Linked DNA regions of Mus musculus: region 2 is linked to region 1. The links are chromatin contacts, called in public HiChIP or PLAC-seq maps. All regions are on one chromosome and are shown on one strand. Each heading gives the region's core, a stretch centred on a gene start, on an enhancer-like site or on the middle of the called end of the contact. The rest is flanking DNA. Distances are from core to core; before and after follow the strand shown. Region 1 has its middle 63 kb from the start of Rell1. Region 2 holds the start of 5830416I19Rik (RIKEN cDNA 5830416I19 gene).

Region 1 (4,771 bases), core at 2,067-4,566:
CAACTTTAATGTGCCCTGGAAATGTGCACTGTTTGCCTTTTCAAAGGAAAGAAAAGGAAAGAACACAGATATCTGGACCTCAGACCTTAGAGACTTGCTGGACCTTGAGTGGGTGGGTCCCTGACATCCACACTGTGATGTGGGCAGGTCCCTAGCCTTGCCTACCAACACTGTGGTGGTGACCGTCATAACCACCTTGCTGACCTCACACAGGTCATCAAGAACAAATACTGCACACTCACCCTACACCTGCACGTTATAAATAAATGCACTGTCTTGTTCTGGTGTGGTTTCTATGTCATAGAGCAATAGTAAGAGGAAGAAATAATTAAAATATCAGAGTGGACTTTTTCCTCCCCATACCACTAGGCCTATGAAACCACTGGTTTAGAAGAGCAAATGAACTTGAATTTCTAAAAACACTCTGCAAATAAACAGGGTTAATGTTGACCCAATATGCAGTTTCTCTCTCTCTCTCTCTCTCTCTCTCTCTCTCTCTCTCTCTCTCTCTCTGTGTGTGTGTGTGTGTGTGTGTGTGTGTGTGTGTGTGTGTGTGTGTGTGCACACTTGAAAACGCACATCCAATGCCACCCACCTACCACTGTTCCTTCATTGGGGCTGCTGGGGAATCACTTCCAGGCATTTGGGAATAGTTAATATGAAACTAAGCTAAAATGTAACCTAAAGGCCAGAAAACAGGGAAAGAATTTCACTTATTTCCCTTATCAAAAACTGCACATTCCAGACTGCTAATTAGAGTGCTTAGTTAGAACCTTGCTACTTTGTGCTTGTGACTCTTCCAGAGGAAGAGTCCCCACATCCCAAGACCCACATCCCAGGACTCACATTGGGCCACTCATGACCAATGTAACTACAGCTGCATGGTGTCTGCCTCCATCTTCTGGCTTCCAGCTTTCCCAGACACATGCTCACATACATGGCAGACACACAGGTTCTAACTAAGTACTCTAATTGGCAGTCTGGCACATGTATATGGCAGATGCATAGACACATCCATAAACATAAACTAAAATAAATCTAAAACAAAAAAGGAGAATCCTGATGCTTTGAAAGCAAAATGATATGAGGAATGTATGATAGAATAACAACGTAACAGCGGGGCATATGGTACATTTCCATAATCCCAGCCCTCCAGAGGATGAGGCAGGAAGGTTTTGAGTTCAAGTCTAGCCTGGGTTATATAATGATTCATTGTCTCAAATGCAAGGAAGCAAGCAAGGAAGGAAGGACAGATGGACAGGAGGGAGGGAAAAAGAAAAGTCTGGGGAGATCGCTTGAATGGTCAAGTGTTTTCCTTGCATGTGCAAAACCCTAGGTTCCATTCCAAGTTCTTCTTGTCTAAAACAATGACTGAAGAGCAGCCAAAGGCTTAAACTATGAATTTGCAAATCCAGACTCATAAAGGTTTTCATGACATTAGCCATAAACCAAGTGACAATCTAGTAAAAATGGATGTCATATTTAAACCATAAATTATTTATTTATGGCTTACTTATTTATAGCAAGATGAAATAACTATATACACACTACTTCAAAAGTAATTTGCTGGGAGAGATGGCTATTGGTTGAATTATGGACTGAAATCCTCTCCATCAATTGTGTCTGCAAGCAAATCCTGCCTGGGCGTACTGAGACCCATTGCTCCAGTCACATCCATGTGTAAAGCAGAGGCGATGGCCAGGACTCCCTCTGCACCACAAGACAACACTAAGACATACAGTGCTGCTCACCTGCCCAGCTCCTGGCAAACCATCACAATTAGCTGTCTTCTGGTCACTTGGCTGAGGTCACTGGCTCACTTTCACAAGTCACATTCAACATCTTAGAAACTAAGTCTTAACTGCTACACACCAAAGCTCTCCAAACCACTTCTGATTACACCCATCTCTAAAGTGATAAAGTGACCCTTTCCCACTTACATCATCAATTATCACCCATCATTAAAATTACAATACAGAGGCACTTATCTGGAACAAACTTTATCCCCTTTATTTCATCCCATACTGACCGGTGCACACACAGGAGTTGACCCCACTTAGACTTTTAGGTCACATCACCCTTAAAGTGAGTAGCTCATATTAAGGTGACTCTTTCTTTTAGCGTTCCTTCTTCACAAGGTAATCATGTTGAGGGCCCGTGGGATCTTAAAGGGTCATTAGGCTGTGGAGGCTCCACTCTCAAGAACAAACTGTTTATTTCTCAAGTAACAGCATCAGGTCTCAAGACAGAATTAAGGAGTGAGTTGTGTCTTGTGGGGTTGCATTGGTTACCCTGAGAGCGGTTTTTCCTCTTCTCTGAGTCTTCCTTGGCCCGTCTCACAAACCCTCCTGCTACAGTGATGGTGCACCTGCCATTGTCCAGTGAACATCAAGGGCTTTATTAAATGTGGCTGCTAAGCTCAGACTTTTCAACCTCCCAAACTTGGGAGCAGTTAAGCCTTTTATCCTTTGAAACCATTCGACCCCAGGTATTTTGTTTATAGCCATACAAAACAGTGGCACCAATACCCACTAAAACAGCAGTGCCTTCTGGGAGTTTACGGGCAGGCTATGGCACGCATCACGATTTTGTGTGAATTTTCTACTCCTTAAAAAAGCACAAAGGGATCCCTACAGCAAGCTGGGTAGCTAGACTAATTAAATCAGTGGTGCCTGGGTTTAGTTAGAGAACCCAATGAAGTAAAGAGAAATTTAAGACACTCAGTATTAACATATGCATGCCCACACACATGAGAATGTACAACACACAGGCATGTCACACACACACACACACACACACACACACACACACACACCACATCCACATGCAAAAGTAAACCAACAAGCAAATCCACTGTGCAAACGATGGCTCGGGAAAATGCTAAGCCTCAAAGAAGCCAAGAGCCTGGTTCCCAGCATACAGCGTGAGTGGCAGAGGTAAGGCTCAGCTCTACATCGAAGGTCAAGCTATCTCTCTGAGTCCCAATTGCTTAGTCACACCATTTCTATGACAGCATTTAGGGCCTGAGGTTCTCTCCACAGTCATTCCTGCCTTCATCTGTGTTCACAGGCACTGTCTGGCCTCAGACAGTGAGGAAGCGTTTGAAGGGAAAAACAAGATAGATTGACAGGGTCAGAAAAAAAATGATCAGGAAAAAAAAACCAAACTCGCTCCTTTACTCCCATTAGCTAGCTAGTGATATCCTTTATTTTTAAAGGTTTATTCATTCTGCCAACACATCACGGGGGCTCTGCACACCAGTACACACAAATGGCCGGATCATGCCCCACTGCAGTTCCTACATCCAACCAGAAGAGGGGGCCAAAGTGCTATCTCTGTGTAAGGTGGATGCTCAGCGTCAAACACTTGGCTACAAAGCTCCAAGTTGCGGGGACCCCATTTGTAAGTCCCCTAACCTTCACTTTTTCAACTGTAAGTTTTGGATAGCGCAAGGCTGGCCAGCAAGACAAACTTGAGAAGGAATTGCAGAAGTGTGCAAAACCATAAACAGTGCCCCACCCCCAAAACCATAGATCCTCCAGGAGCCCAGATACAGAGAGCACTGACCAGGGGATCCAGACTGGCCATGATTTGCCACATTCCCAACCCTGACAGTGCCTGTGAACACAGATGAAGGCGGGAATGACTGTGGAGAGAACCTCAGGCCCTAAATGTGCATGCCTGCATTGAAAACGTTCTTATATAGTAAGAGTGGTGTTTCCTACAAAGTTGAAAATAACATAAGGTTAAAATGAATGGAACAAGTACGGAGTCAGAGGTACCGTGTGGACTTGGACTCTTAGCACACAGAAACACAAAGATGTGTATACTATATGGATTACTATACAGAGGGCAGAGGCTGCGACACCCAGTATCAATGAGCACAGCTTGTGTCCTTATTTTAAAAAATACCATTCTCTAGCAAAATGACTTAGGGCTCCTTAGATTCGCAGTTGGTCCTAAGGATGGGATGTTGAGGTTTGGTCTGTTGCTATGAATTGTAATGCTAAGTGTGAGGGGAGCAAGACTTGGTTGTCCCAGAGAGTCCCCACATAGATTCAAGTTATTTCTGATTAGTGAATAAAGATGCCTACAGCCTATAGCTGGGCAAAATTGAGATAGGTGGGGGCTTAGTGTTCCCGGCAGCATTGGAGTTGGAGATGATCACAAGGGGAGAGAGAAAGGTGGAGAGGGGAGTAAGATGCCCTGGGTTAGGAGTCAAGAAAGCACAGCCCTGAGGGCTGGCCAACTGGAGTTAAGAGCAGCCCATGTGAAACAGTAATAACTCAGGGTTATCAACAGGAAATATATTTTAACAGCATAGAAGGTAGATATTTGCCCAGCTGTGCTGTTTAAGGCTTGTAAATATAAAGGTTCCCTGTGTCTTTTATCTAGGAAAAAAAAATGGTCAAAGTCAGGGTAGAAACCTCAAATTGAGATTAAATATTTTCTACAACACTGGGGCAAGGAACAAGAAAACAAGAAGAGCCTGGGGCACCGTCTGGGCCAGAACGTAGTAAGGGGCTAGAAATAGGCGAGACAGAGGAGCGTGGGGGAAGTGGGGAGAGAGAGCACCGTGCCAAAGGCATCAATCTGTAAGAGCTTTCATTACAGGCACTATCCTCGAGGGAATGGAGTTGTATGCCCTTGTCCTGCTCCCTCGCACCCAGAAAAAAAAAAAAAACCCACATTGATACTGAAATTTCAACACCTAGAATAGGCCTCGCGTGACCCTTCTGGGAGCTAGGATCTTTGCAAATGTAACCAAGTT
Region 2 (4,434 bases), core at 1,162-3,661, 140 kb after region 1:
GAAATTGCTTTTCCCCTTGGAAAAACATTTGGCTCAACTTTGATTATTTTAGAGAGAGCCATTTTATTCTATTAGCTAAGAAGAGTACCTTCTTCAGAGGTAAAATCGTGTCAATGGGAAGATGTCTTGAAAGTTATAGATGTGAGAGAGAGACACAAAGAGAGAGGGAGAAGGAAAGAATGTCCCTGCAACACTTACAAATACTTTCTCATCAAAGTATTTTTTAAATTTTATTTATTTATTATATGTAGGTACATTGTAGCTGTCTTCAGACACCCCAGAAGAAGGCATCAGATCTCATTAAGGATGGTTGTAAGCCACCATGTGGTTGCTGGGATTTGAACTCTGGACCTTCGGAAGAGCAGTCAGTGCTCTTAACCACTGAGCCATCTCTCCAGCCCTCATCAAAGTATTTAAAGGATGCCACATTCCTCACAGACGGTGGCCTAGTGTGTCTGAAGTGCTTGGACAACATCCTCGCTCTTCTCTGACAAACCATAACCTTGCCAAACTTAAGAAATATCCTAAAAATGTTTATATGAAGTTTGTCATTGAATGTCTCTTAGCAAGAGTTCAATAACAAGGCACAACGCCCTTTGCACGAGATGCCCACTTGCCCATGTCTCTGAACACTTGGCTCGTATGTGTTTTCTAAAACCATCAGACTCGGTTTCATAGACTGACACACAATCTCAAGAGATTCCAATCTCCTCTTCTTTTGGACAAAGAAGCCTTGCTAGCTGCAATTCCTAACACATTGTCTGGGTGTCGGTGGCAATAGAAAACAACTGTCTGTCACCATGGTCACATGAGTCTGCCCATTTCCTTTAATGTGTCTGCTCTATATGTTTCTTAAGTTTGACAAGGTTATAGTTTGTCAGAGAAGATCGAGGATGCTGTCCAAGCACTTCAGACATACTAGGCCACCATTAAATACTTCTGTCAACCACATACATCGCTAACACACCAACTCCAGGAGGGAGGGGAAACCAGATCCCAGAGGAAGCACGTGCATTAGAGCCATCCTGCCAACATGGAAGGCCTGGCTTGTTTGAAAAGAGCAAAGGTATCTCTCTGAAGCCACTGAACTTTTAAAAACAGTCTGCATTATAGCAGCTTGCCCTTTATCCTAACAAATACACTAAGGACAGTTTAGACTCTCAGTGGTACCTATTCCCTTATTTGTCAAACACAACGGATATATTGTATCATTCTATTTGTTCCCGGGATAATAGGTCTCCAAAGACATCTCCAACCTGAACAGAGGGACAATGTTTCCCATTGTGTGGAGACAGAAGTGCCAGTGGCAGCCCACCTCTGCACCATGCAGCTGCTGGTGGGATGCTCTGGCCTCCAGGCCCCTTGGAGAATGAGTGCAAAGTGGTTGCCAACTTCCTCCATCACAAATACTCATGTGTCAGAGATTTTTAAATAAAAAATTCAAGAACAGATGGCAAAAGAAAGACTCGTTATATGTGTGCAATCTAGGCTTTGTCTCCTATGCATGTTGCAGTCTCTGTGTGTGTGTGTATGTGTTTGTGTGTGTGTGAAACCAACATTAATGTCATTTCTTGGGGGATAATAAGCTCATTCTGCTAGCCCCACTTATGGCTAATAACAATCAACAATTATTGATGCTTTCTTCGTTGCCACCTCCTCCTCATGAATCAGCACATGAATATTTATGTCCATGCTAATCAGCACAGAAGACTGCTGCAGACAGGCGTCAAATTACACTTCTGGGTTAGAGACAGCCTCCTCTTTTTGAGGCATTTTGATCAAGAAAAACTTGGTGGGGGGCTGATTTCTTGAATTTATTTATTATTTACTTACTTATTTTTGTTAGAATGAAGAGAGAAAGTGGCTGAAAGGCTTGGGTTGAAAGTATGAACGACCTGCATGTGTGAAGGCTCAGTTACTGGATGGTAGTTTTAAAAGGTTCTGTGTACCTTGAAGAAGTCAGGCCTTCTTTGGAAGCTGGACGTTGAGAGGGGATTGTGGGATTCCCCATCTGTCTCAGTTTGGTCTACACCGTTTTCCAGAGTGGTCTCTGCTATCCCAGCCCCCATGATGGTTTTCATATGCCACTCCCACATCCGAACACAAAACAAAGAAATGTAATAAAAAGAATAAATAAAATGTTATCTAAAGAGATCATGTCTTGGCACATGACACTTTTATCTGGGGCGGGGGAGGGTAGGCTGGGGAAGGTTGGGGAAGTGTGGGGGGGATGGATGGACAAGCACCTTGTTAGAGAAATAGTCTGAAGGCTGAGAGTCTCCTCCCGTGGCCCTGTACTCGCTGGCGGTAATCCTAAACTGTAAACGTCTATCTGTCTATCCGTTTTAAACCACAACACTTTGCGACTTCCTTGTTTCACCCGCTCTGCTTTGGTCTGAACAAGCACTCTCAGTGCCACCCATTATTCTGCCGGGAGGTATGTGTCAGAGCCGGTGTGCGCGCCAGCTTCGCCAGCTTCGTGTTGGATGAGCTCGCTGTTCGGGGAGGGAGGTGAGTGGGGGTGCAGGGTTATTTCTAGAATGGCAGAGGCAGTATAGGATAATGTAGGAACGCTTTCTATCCTCAGGGTTGAAAGAAGATGGAGAAATGGCGACTCCGTTTCCAGGTAACTGTATCTGCATCTCTCCTAAGAATCCTGCTAACTCACACTGGTGTAGAAGTTACCATGATTGGGTCCCGTGCTGATTTGTACCTGTGTTAAAGCACTGAATCCTTTGAAGTAGATGTAGTCGTTGGCTACAACAATATGTGTGGTGGTAGCTGTATGACTCAAACCTACCTAAAGTTCTTAGCCACTGTAAGAGACTATCGGAGGCTGACTGAGGTCAAAGAGCCACTTATGTTTTGTGCCCTGGCATATGACTTATCCAGAGGCTCTTTGCTTTATTGCCTCAAAATCCTTCTCCTGGCCAAGCCCTGTAATCTCAGAGCCACAGTCAGTTCAAAGAGAGGATGTAGGTCTTCTCCTATTGTCTGACCGGCACCACTTCTTCTTAACACGGGTCAGTGCTGAGAGTGGCTACTGGTGTGTGAGCTAATGTTCTCTCTCTCTCTCTCTCTCTCTCTCCCTCTCCCCCCCTCCTATGAATCATGGCGTTCATGTCCTTAAATCAGTCATCCCTTCACATGACCAGCCCGGCAGACAATACAGTGGGTATGAGTACGGAGCTGCAGGCTGGCCACCGGCCAAGGGCTCCGGGTGGGAAGAGCAGGATTGCTGCCTGGCTCTGAGCCATGTCACATGCAGCAGGGCTTGGGTGGCTCTCCAGGGGACTCTTTCAGGCATACGAAACAAAAAGCAAGGGCCACACTCAAAGTTAAAAAGCTCTGTCACTGTTGGGTTTTCCTGTGGTTATTTTCCAAGAAAAACAAACAAACGTTATGACTGCTCTACTTTTGAAAATAAGTAGCAAGAAATTTGAATGTTAATCCACTGGCAGTAAAAATGTACTCTGTGGTTCTATGTCATAAGCAGTCACAGACACAGAAGTCTAGACACAGTTCTGTCCTTTCCAACTACGTGATGTTGGTCAGTTCTGTGAATTCTCTGGGTTTCGTTGTGCCTTGGAACCAGATGGAATACATTTATCTCGTAAGGATGCTCTTATCCTTAGTTCCTAGCTGAACCTGTTATCACGAGAGAGGTAGTGAGGATACAGTGCGAGAAAAGATATTTCTAGAATGACAGACCCAGTGTTGGGTATATGAAGGGTCTCTTTGCCTCCTGAAGAAGGGAGGCGGAGAAAACTGGAGATGCAGGGTTGTAGATTTGGTGTATTGCTTGTATTACGTTAATTGGGTTCCCAAAATTACATGGGAATTCGCACGTCTGCATGTAGGACGCGGAGGGTCCCTGCCCCCAGTTGGCTTTGGTTAGGAAATAAAGTTGCCATCGACCAATGGCTGGGCAGGGAGACAGAGGTGGGACTTTTAGGATTCTCAGGCAAGAGAGAGAGAAAGGAGAATCGCCATGCCATGAAGGGAATAAGATTTGGGCTTGAGAGCTGCAGGAAGAGAGGCATACTGGTCGTGTAGGAGATGCTTACGGTGGAGATGGGGTCTGACTCAAGAAGAAGGAAGAGACAAGAGAACAGGTTCTCTCTGAACCTTGAGAAGGAGCCAGCCCTACTGACAACTCGTCTTCCCTGGGTGTAGGAGTCTCACACGGTTGACCTCCCGATTGTAAGCGCATACACTCGTTCTTCTGATTCACAGCAATACAAGGTCGGAAGCAGCTAAAGAAGGGGACATGGTCGCTGACCCTCACTCTCTATTCTTGCTCCTTTTGCTTAGTACTTACTTTTACACCCTAGTCAGAATTATGAAGATAACTGCTGCTTGCAAAGTTGTCAAGATTTCTGAAGCTAAGCTAATAGCACCTTCACATTCACCAGGCATTTCGCAAGTCCTTAC

The links. HiChIP or PLAC-seq counts read pairs in DNA pulled down with a chosen protein or histone mark.
Region 2: a contact with region 1 is called in an H3K4me3 HiChIP or PLAC-seq map of bone marrow-derived macrophages, with 4 times the contacts expected there. The contact joins the promoter of 5830416I19Rik here to the enhancer-like site in region 1. A contact is called at or near these places in 3 of 15 datasets of contacts at CTCF or cohesin (the NIH/3T3 cell line, large pre-B cells and stem cell-derived epiblast-like cells), 7 of 484 Hi-C or Micro-C datasets (ECoMG myeloid progenitors, bone marrow-derived macrophages, cerebral cortex and 4 more) and 5 of 115 datasets of contacts at active chromatin or transcription factors (bone marrow-derived macrophages, embryonic stem cells and trophoblast stem cells).

What each region holds. Positions count from the first base shown.
Region 1 is chr5:63,903,350-63,908,120 of GRCm38.p6, forward strand. It overlaps a transcript of Rell1 not described here. Among named protein-coding and RNA genes, the nearest start is that of Rell1, 63 kb to the right of the region's middle. Within about 2 kb of position 3,317, at least 19 of the 459 cell types and tissues checked have an H3K27ac peak or open chromatin away from gene starts, as enhancers often do. A contact at or near this core is called in bone marrow-derived macrophages, where this site is marked.
Region 2 is chr5:64,042,562-64,046,995 of GRCm38.p6, forward strand. 5830416I19Rik (RIKEN cDNA 5830416I19 gene) reads left to right here and starts at 2,412. Exons shown (of 3, transcript NR_045384.1): 1 at 2,412-2,437; 2 at 2,588-2,626.